Linked DNA regions of Mus musculus: region 1 is linked to region 2. Evidence: chromatin contacts called from public HiChIP or PLAC-seq data. All regions are on one chromosome and are shown on one strand. Each heading gives the region's core, a stretch centred on a gene start, on an enhancer-like site or on the middle of the called end of the contact. The rest is flanking DNA. Distances are from core to core; before and after follow the strand shown. Region 1 has its middle 13 kb from the start of Pitrm1. Region 2 has its middle 4.5 kb from the start of Gm35464.

Evidence for each region. HiChIP or PLAC-seq counts read pairs in DNA pulled down with a chosen protein or histone mark.
Region 1: a contact with region 2 is called in an H3K27ac HiChIP or PLAC-seq map of trophoblast stem cells, with 4 times the contacts expected there. The contact joins two enhancer-like sites. A contact is called at or near these places in 1 of 39 promoter capture datasets (the HPC-7 cell line), 4 of 115 datasets of contacts at active chromatin or transcription factors (astrocytes, extraembryonic endoderm stem cells, pancreatic cancer cells and 1 more) and 1 of 9 other capture datasets (adipose tissue).

What each region holds. Positions count from the first base shown.
Region 1 is chr13:6,532,710-6,537,242 of GRCm38.p6, reverse strand. No RefSeq gene overlaps it. Among named protein-coding and RNA genes, the nearest start is that of Pitrm1, 13 kb to the left of the region's middle. Within about 2 kb of position 3,147, at least 23 of the 459 cell types and tissues checked have an H3K27ac peak or open chromatin away from gene starts, as enhancers often do. A contact at or near this core is called in trophoblast stem cells, where this site is marked.
Region 2 is chr13:5,823,319-5,827,851 of GRCm38.p6, reverse strand. No RefSeq gene overlaps it. Among named protein-coding and RNA genes, the nearest start is that of Gm35464, 4.5 kb to the left of the region's middle. Within about 2 kb of position 1,526, at least 81 of the 459 cell types and tissues checked have an H3K27ac peak or open chromatin away from gene starts, as enhancers often do. A contact at or near this core is called in trophoblast stem cells, where this site is marked.

The DNA.
Region 1 (4,533 bases), core at 1,898-4,397, 710 kb before region 2:
TTAGTCAGGGTTTCTATTCCTGCACAAACATCACGACCAAGAAGCAAGTTGGGGAGGAAAGGGTTTATTCGGCTTACACTTCCATACTGCTGTTCATCACCAAAGGAAGTCAGGACTGGAAATCAAGCAGGCCAGAAAGCAGGAGCTGATGCAGAGGCCATGGAGGGATGCTCTTTACTGGCTTGCTTCCCCCGGCTTGCTCAGCCTGCTCTCTTATAGAACCAAGACTACCAGCCCAGAGATGGTCCCACCCACAAGGGGCCCTTCCCCCTTGATCACTAATTGAGAAAATGCCTTACAGTTGTATCTCATGGAAGCATTTCCTCAACTGAAGCTCCTTTTTCTGTGATAACTCCAGCTGTGTCAAGTTGACACAAAATAGCCAGTACAACGTGTGTATGTCATGATAAAGAAAATATATTTCTTATTTTAGTTGATTTTAACCTTATAAAATGATATTATATGTGATTTAAATTTGAGAGATATATGTAAAAAAAAATTCGCTGTGGTGACTTGAATATGCTTGGCCCACAGGAAGTGTGGCCTTCTTAGAATGGGTGTGGCCTTGTTGGAGGAAATGTGTCACTGTATAGGTAGACTCTGAGGGCTCCTAATGCTGGAGCCCCGTCCAGTATGGAAGGCACCTAGCTGCCTACAGGAGAGTATCTTCCTGGCTGCCTCTGCATCAGGATGTAAAACTCTCAGCTCCTTCTCCAGTACCATGTCTGCCTGGAACCTTCCATGCTTCCCACCATGATGATAATGGACCAAACCTCTGAACCTGTAAGCCAGCCCCAGTTAAATGTTATCCTTTATAAAAGTTGCCTTGGTCATAGTGTCTCTTCACAGGAATGAAACTGTAATTAAGACCTTTGGGTACTCTGCTTCTCCAATTAATATTACATAGCTAAGCTATGGTCACATGGCTGGATATTAAACTTAATAGTTATATCAGTGTGAATTAAATACTTGTATTTTTTCAATTTGTGAAAGACAGCAACAGAAATTTGACTAACACCCCCCACAGGGAAAAAAAAAAAACTCTCACGAAGCCCAGACAGGAGCCAGGTTTAATGTAACACATTAATGACGGGGGTGAGAGGAGATTTTTATATAATCATTTCCTTGATGGATTTTCCAGATTCATCTTTTATGATTTTTATTTTAAAAACAACAACAACAACATCAACATATATTTTTAGGAGGGGAGCAGGTAGGGAGACACAGTTTCATGCAGTCTAAGCTAGCAGCAAATTCAAGATGTAGCCATAGATAACCACAACTCATCCCCTTGACTCAATCCTCCTGACTGCTGGGATTCCAGACATGGCTATCACGCCAAGCTTAATTTTAAATCACTTTATTTCTTCTTGCTGATAGAATAATCTCCCTTAAGTCAATCTGTTTCCAAATCCTTCAAGTTTTCACATTGATAGGAAACACTGTAGCCACTAGATGGCCATCCTTTCCTTCTCACGGTTTCCTTGGCAAAGATTCTGCTTTTGAGTAAATACATCCTTTACAAGGCTTATTTATTTTTACTAAAATTGCTTTCATGACAGGGATTCAAACTTACAACCACTTCATACAGCTGGGTTGGCATTTTAAGAGCCATAAGCGAAGCAAAGCAAATGTCACTGTAAATAAGTGGAGAGTGAAAGGGAGTTTTTAAACAATGAGCTTCTGCCGTGTGGCACTACTTGGTCTTGTGCATTATGTAAATAAATGCACAGTGCTCAAGTTTCTGGCAGGAAAGCCCTGGATGAGAAGTCTGGAGTGGACATGGCTCAGCTTTGCCTGGTGACATTCATTAGGGCCCCTCACTGTTCACTCTGTACCATCTCGGTTTTTTTTCCCTCTCCCTCCACACTCTCTATCTAGTCTTGTCATTTATCCAGGGCTGCATGTTATTCCCTTAGTTACAATCGTTAGTTAAGTAAACCAACAAATCTTTCAGGCCACACCAGTAGAGACCTATTTCCAGAATGTTTTTGGTGAGGATCCAGAGACAATCACTGGCCAATATGTTGATACTTCCACATTTTTCTTTATGTTTTTCAATATTCCATTTACTTTTTATAGCACATGCATGAGGAGGTCACAGGATAGTTTGCAGGGTCATATGCATTCCACATTCTAGGCTTTAAAACTCAGGCTATCAGACTTGGAGGCGAGGGCTTTGACCTGCAGAGCCATCAGGGTGGCCCCTTTCCACATTATTCTGTATAAATGTGTATAAAGATATGTCAAAACAACATTTTGATCAAATATGTATTTTCTTCACATTATACTTCTGTTAGCATTTCTATTTTAAACGTCTTCAACATACTTATTTTTGTTTTATTGGGAGACAGGGGTTCATGTACCCCTGGTGGGCCTCAAACTCCCTATGTAGCCTATATGACCTTGACCTCATGATTCTCCTGCCTTTACTTCCTCAGATCGTGGATGATAGGTAAGAAGCACACTAGCTTGAATATTACTGGGGATTGAACCCAGGTATTCTTGCATGTTAGGTAGGTACTCTACCAGCTGAGCTACAGCTCTAGCCCAAACATACGTATGTGTTCTTTGAATATTAAATTTGTTCTTAGGCTTTATGTATAATGGATTCTGTTACTCCAGCTTTGACCCTCTTGCCAAGGACCAGCCTCATCTTGGAGAGGGATTCATGAGAGAAGGAGCTTTGAAACAAACAACTCAAAATCAAATCATGGGCTAAGAGCTGATGGCCTATGTTCTGCTGGAGATAGCTTTCTAGATTCCTTCTCCCTCTCCTTCTTGCTCTCCCCCCTTTCATCTCTCTCTTTTGTCAGCTTTCTCTGGAGATCTCTAGACATCTTTCTGCTCAAGACAGCTTTTTTTGAATTCTAAAAATCTTCTGGATAGCTCATCTTTTGCAGATAAAAAAAAACAGTCTTTTACTTACATATCAGATCAGTAATTACTCTAGGTTCCCTTTAGATCATCCTATGAATCAACAGCCCATTATCCCAGCCCCCAGATTCTTAAGAAGAGTTAGCATGTACAAGCACAAACAATAAGATAGGCGGGTGAGACCCTGCCCTGGAATTACTATTCCTTCAATGCCTGGGCCTGGACCTAAACTTCCTCTGTCCCAAGCTGACCTTAGAACTCAGGAATCTGCCTGCCTTTGTAAGCATAAACAAAAAAACTTAGCTGGGTGGAATCTTGCCATGGGATCACCACTCCCTAAGTCTTTTTATCTCTTTCCTTTGTATCTTTCTGGCAAGCTAGCTCATAGTGCAGCTGCCTCTGCTCTTTTAGGTCTGTGAAGCTCCTCATATAACTCATATTGCACCCTTATGTTTTGTATAGTTGAGAAATTATATATTTTGGACTCATGTTTTCATCATTCTCTCACACAGTTTTAAGGGCTGTCCTGAAGGTCACAGACCTCTAACATTTGGCTGAGACATTAGACACACACTTGCCTCCTGGATGCTGTTTCTGATTGTCATTGATACTAGCAGAGAGGACATTCCTCGAAGGAAGGTCATAAAAATATGTACATTATTATACAAGCAAATCTTATGCCCACAGCAACCATCAACACTCATGGAGGTCCATGCCCTGCTGACTCTGGTCCAGGGTGGAAACCATGTCATTCTGTTTCTCACAAGCTGGACTTGGTACCCTCTCTTCTCTCCTTCCATCCTCATCAACTTCTCTCTTTCCAGAATCTATCATTAACCAATAGTTCAGCATGGAGGGGAACCAGCCCCTAGGGCAGGCCTCCATTGGTGACTGACTGTTGATGGGTCTGTTCTTACACAGACCCAGCATAGTCAAGCACAACTGCTGTGAGATCATGTCTGAAATGGCCACGCCACGCCTAGAAGATGGCACTTCAAAGCCCTCTCCCTGTCCTCCAGTCCTTACATTCTTCCCACCCTCCTTATTCCTTTATCTCTCCATGCTTTAGAGGGGCTAGTGTACACGTCTTGTTGAGGGTTGGACACTCAATTCACTTATAAACATTTGCATTTATTCCCTTATCATCCTGGTTTCACTTCTGTCCTACCAAAGTTTATGACGAAATCATAATTCCTTCTAGTAACTGCGCTCTTAGAATACTGCATCCAGAGATTCTCAATGTTAACTTTGATATTCAAAATTGCTCTAATTTTTCTAATAAATCTAATTCCAAATCTTGTAATTTCTTAACTTTATCTTTTCTAATCATTATCTTTTAGGAAGAAATATTTCAAGTTGCCGTTTGCTTTGGGAGAAGATATTCTAACTGGGCAGCTCATACAGTTTAAGCTTTTTTGATTAACAAGTGCACTGAAGGCAGACAAGGTATGCATACCTCCATCTGCTGGCTACTCTGCTCACTGCAGGAGGCTGAAGATACCCAGCAGGCCATGCCAATAATTTAATAGGCTGAGCTTCAGGTAGGTGAGGCAGGAAGGCAACATTCCTTCTGGTGGTTGTCCCATTTGTCCTTGGTAATCCAGCTCAAACATGTAACTGGATGAGTTTAATGTTATGTTGGGTATTTGGGAGAGT
Region 2 (4,533 bases), core at 277-2,776:
TTTTCTCTTCCTTGAAAAGTGATTTAGTGAGCTATCAGCTACTCTGATTAGATAGTTGGCCAAATGGGCCCCGGATTAAGCTCAACCTCCAGCCTTGTGATCTTCAAACAGACTAGATGAAAAGAAAGGTGTCCTGGTCACAAAGCCTCCGTTGTAATGGGAATAGAGATTGTGTCACAATGGAGAGTCTTAATAGATGGCAAGAACTATCATTGATCTGTAATCCTTTGCTGTTCCCATGAGGAATAACAGATGTAGAAAAGCCTTTCTATTCCTGTATATCTCTAGGAGGGGAAGTTTTGATTCACTGTTTCAATTTAGATGTTATTTTTCTAAGTAGGACACAAAGATTTGAGGAGTGACTATAGAGTGCCTTATTATTGTCTTCTATTCAAGATTTGCTCAGACTTCTTATCTCATGGACACTCCTAAGAACAGCATGGACACAGACTCAGACTACGTACCTGTGAGATGCCAGAAAAGTCAGAGGCCAAGAAAAATTCCATGACTTCCTTCAGGCAACTTTACTGGTGAGGTGAGAATCTAGAACTGGACATGTTGTTTGCTATTGACTCCTTCCTAAGAGTCACATAATACATATAGTTTCTGTTCTACTTACTGGTCACTGTCCAAAAAACCAAAACCAGCCCCCCCCCAAAAAAAAACCCAAACAAACCAAAAACCCAAAAAATCTGAGACTTCATGGTTATTTTAGTTAACTGAGAAAAGAATCTTTAAATACACTTCATTCTGTCTCACATTGTATGATCATATGATTATAAATGTATCTGGTGATTCTGGATGCCAGGTAATAACTATTATTTAAATATTCCACATAAGAACAATATCTAAAATGGCCACCTGTTTTGTGTACTTATATACCCTATTATGTGGATACTTACATTTTAGTATTTAGATTTTTGTATTTGTTGTTCAGTTAACATCTGTTCTCACCTACAGCGAACATATTTTTAAAGAGAGACAGAAATACAAGTTGGACGGCTATCTCCTCTGTAAATCCTGCTTATTTTCACTATACTATCCAATCTTTTAGAAAGCTTTTTGGCTAACAAGCTGGTAATTTTATGTCATGATGTTTGTTTAGGTAAAAGATGAATATTTTATCTTCAAACCCGAAATCTAATACAGTACTCCTTACAGAAAAGCAATAACAGGAAATGTCAGTTAAAGCAGAGTTGACCATGAACTATAGATGCTGGAAAGTTGTAAAATAATTAAAGTACACTGTATCACTCTTATTTTTATCTTACGTGTCTGTGGCTAGATTCTATCACTCTGTTGAGTCTGTTTGATCTCTAACTAGAAGAAATTAAAGGGAAAGGAAACACCGAAACCCCTCTTGGATAGTCTAGTGAGGGCTGACGTGCAAGTGCCTCTCCCTCCTCGCAGAGATCTTCACTTACCCCTCTCCAAATCACCTTTATCTGGAATGGTCTGGCCAGAGCTCAGGAGCCAAATGCCTGGGCCATGAGATCATGAGGAAACCTTAGGGAGGAGGGGCATGGGTTGCTTAAGGGGGAGATAAAGTTTCAGAACGTGTGCGCAGGATTATGAAAAACCTTGGAATTTAGACTGAAATGTATGACTTCAGCAGACCTTTAACCCGAGGCTGCATTAGAAAAATTCAATTTACCCCAAACAAGCGTTAAAAAATGCAGAGTAGATGTCATATGGAAAGTGCAGGAGACAACAGCCTCTGGAATGGAATGAGGAAACTCTTTAAATTCAGAAAGGAATGAGGAACAGAAGGGTAAATCCAATGATAGAGAAATCGTGGCACACCAATGATACCCAAACTATGCACATTTACCCAGAGCCTTGCCTATTATTAAGGAGTTCAAGGATGCTTAATGTTAGCCTGGTGTTGGTTATGATTGGTTATGATTATGTATGTCATGTAGAAAGTTACCTTAACATGGATATCTATATTTTTGGCAGCAGGACAAATCAAAAATATATTATTCATACAGTGAACACTTTAAGTGACTTAGCCAAAGCTGGAAATACCCACAGGAAGCTGTAACAGGCACAGGACTAAGGTATCTTTGTGGGCTTAGCTGCTCCCATTACTTGAATAATTTGATGCCCACAGGCAGTGCTGAGCACAGTGGCTTTGGTTCAAGTCATAAGTAAATTGATGGTGAACTACATCTCTAGGACGTTCCCCCTGTAGGTCCCTCCTTAGTCTTATAGTGGATGAGGAAAACATGGAAGATTAGGTTGGAATTCTATCTGTCTGGTGGAATGAAGTGACTATTTCCATATCTATAGTTTTGGAAGATTTGTTTAAGAATTGGCAATTTCTCTACTACATTAGCACAGTTCCAAAAGAGTACCAATGAAATATTTATATTTCACAGTCCAACTAATCTCTGCTAGGGAGTCCTAGCCATGTATAATAGATTCACTTTCAAAGTTTTTCAAAGGGCAGAATCCAAGGTTGATTAGCTGTGGACCTGGCCTGCTTTGCCTCCACAAAGTACTTCTCTGGAGGCTCTGGTGTCTCGAAACCTGTTAAAATCAGAGTAAAGCCCTAGGCTCCATGCCAACACCTTCTGCCCACCAGGACCCTGAAAATATAAATTTCAGGATGCTTTTTAACTGGCCACTGCTGTTCTACTGTGTAGTAAGAGGAGATTAAGAAAACAAAACAAAACAAAACAAAACAAACATTTTAAAGGTAACCTTGGCTTTAGCTGACTATTAGAGAACATTACTTCGACTTTCTTTAAAGAATTCTTTTTTTTTTAAAGAAAACAGCATGTCTGCTGTTGTTATGTATCAAGCAACCTTTCTTCTAACATACCACCCCACATAGGTACTCACAGACAGACAGACAGACAGACAGACACACACACACACCCCTCTCTAAATTCAACCTATATTCTCTGTGGGTGAAGCTTCCGTAAAAATGAGAAAAACAGAGACAAGAGCTGAAAGGTAGCCGAGGAGTCGACCAGCAGCACCAGCAGTCAGGAGCAAGCTTTGGAAACACAATTGTGGAGTAAAGGAGAAGAGGGTCCAAGAGCTTGAACGGTGGACAAGGAAACAAAATCAGCTCAGAGAGGGTTAGAGACATTTGGTGAGCACCGCAGGATGGAAAATTCCAGCCTCATTCTCAGAGACTGTGCTGGAGTCACGCTTCAGGGTCTCAGGTCACAGGATTGCTCTCCTAGCACACCTTGCCTCCTATTTACTTACAACACAGCTGCCCAAAACCCCTGAGGCAAGTCTCTGTGCGTCAGAGGTGGTGAATCTGAGGGATAGGGGAGGTCAGAGGTTGGGTGGGTCAGCTGCTTCCTTTATCTCTTTCCAGACCCCCTGCTCATCATTCCTGAGCAGGCTTATCTTAAGTCTGTTCCTTCAGTTGCAAAACTATAGCCACAGCGACCTTGTTGTGGAACCAGAGCCTGCATCTGGCATGGATCTCCACTGAGAAAAGACATCAAGAAGCGTCAGCTGGATTATCAGGAAGTGAAAGACGCTAAGCATGGCTCTCAAGAAATAAAAAGAAAAGTCATGGATACATGCCTATGTTTACATGTGTGCATATGTATTTACCTCTGTCCCTGTATGTATCTGTGTGCCTCTGAATTTGTGCTTGTGCACATGTCTACGGGTAACCCTGGAGTGTCTGTATGTGAATATAGGTACATGTAACTCTCTTTGAAAGTACATATATGTATTTTACGAGTGCCTTTTTGGTTATGACTATGTGCATATGATCACATGTAGCATGTATGTGCACCCATCTTTATGTGTATTGAAAATAGACATATAAATAGATGTGTGTGTGTGTGTGTGTGTGTGTGTGTGTGTGTGTGATAGTGTATATGCATACATAACTGAGTATATATCTTTGTGGGAACTAGAGTCTATATTTATGTGTTTGTGTTTCTTCACGCATGCCTATTTTTATGTTACAAATGTATGAATGGGTACCTATGTGTGTTAATATGTATGTATTGGGTGCATATATTTTTGTCTATGTGTACGAATAAGATTGTAATTACATATATGTGCATATATGTGTCCACATGCCTGTGTCAACTAAATACAGGGAAGTCAATCTGTGTATGTATTTAGTTCTATGAGATTATAAGTGTATGTGTATCTAGTGTATTAGTGTATGACTGTATGCATGTGGACAGATATACAAGTATCCTTGCCCATGCGTGTGCTAGTGAATATGTACGTAATTAAGTGCACATTTGCTCTTCCTGTGGGCATGCATGGGATCGAGAAGGGAGAAATAGAAAGCTGGACTTGGGAACTCAGGGAGGGACATGTAGAGTTTTTCTGTTGACATTCTGTCTTCCTAGCTTGGGATGATTCTGCTTTGCATAAGGTCAGAGTGATGACATAACGCCTGCTCAGAACCTCCACAGCCAGACTTGCTGAGACTTTCTGCCATTGTGACTAATGAAGGAAATTCATGCACACACATTCACTCACCATGTCTCTTACTCACGACGTCACCAGTAAACAAACAACACAGGAAACACCGTAAAC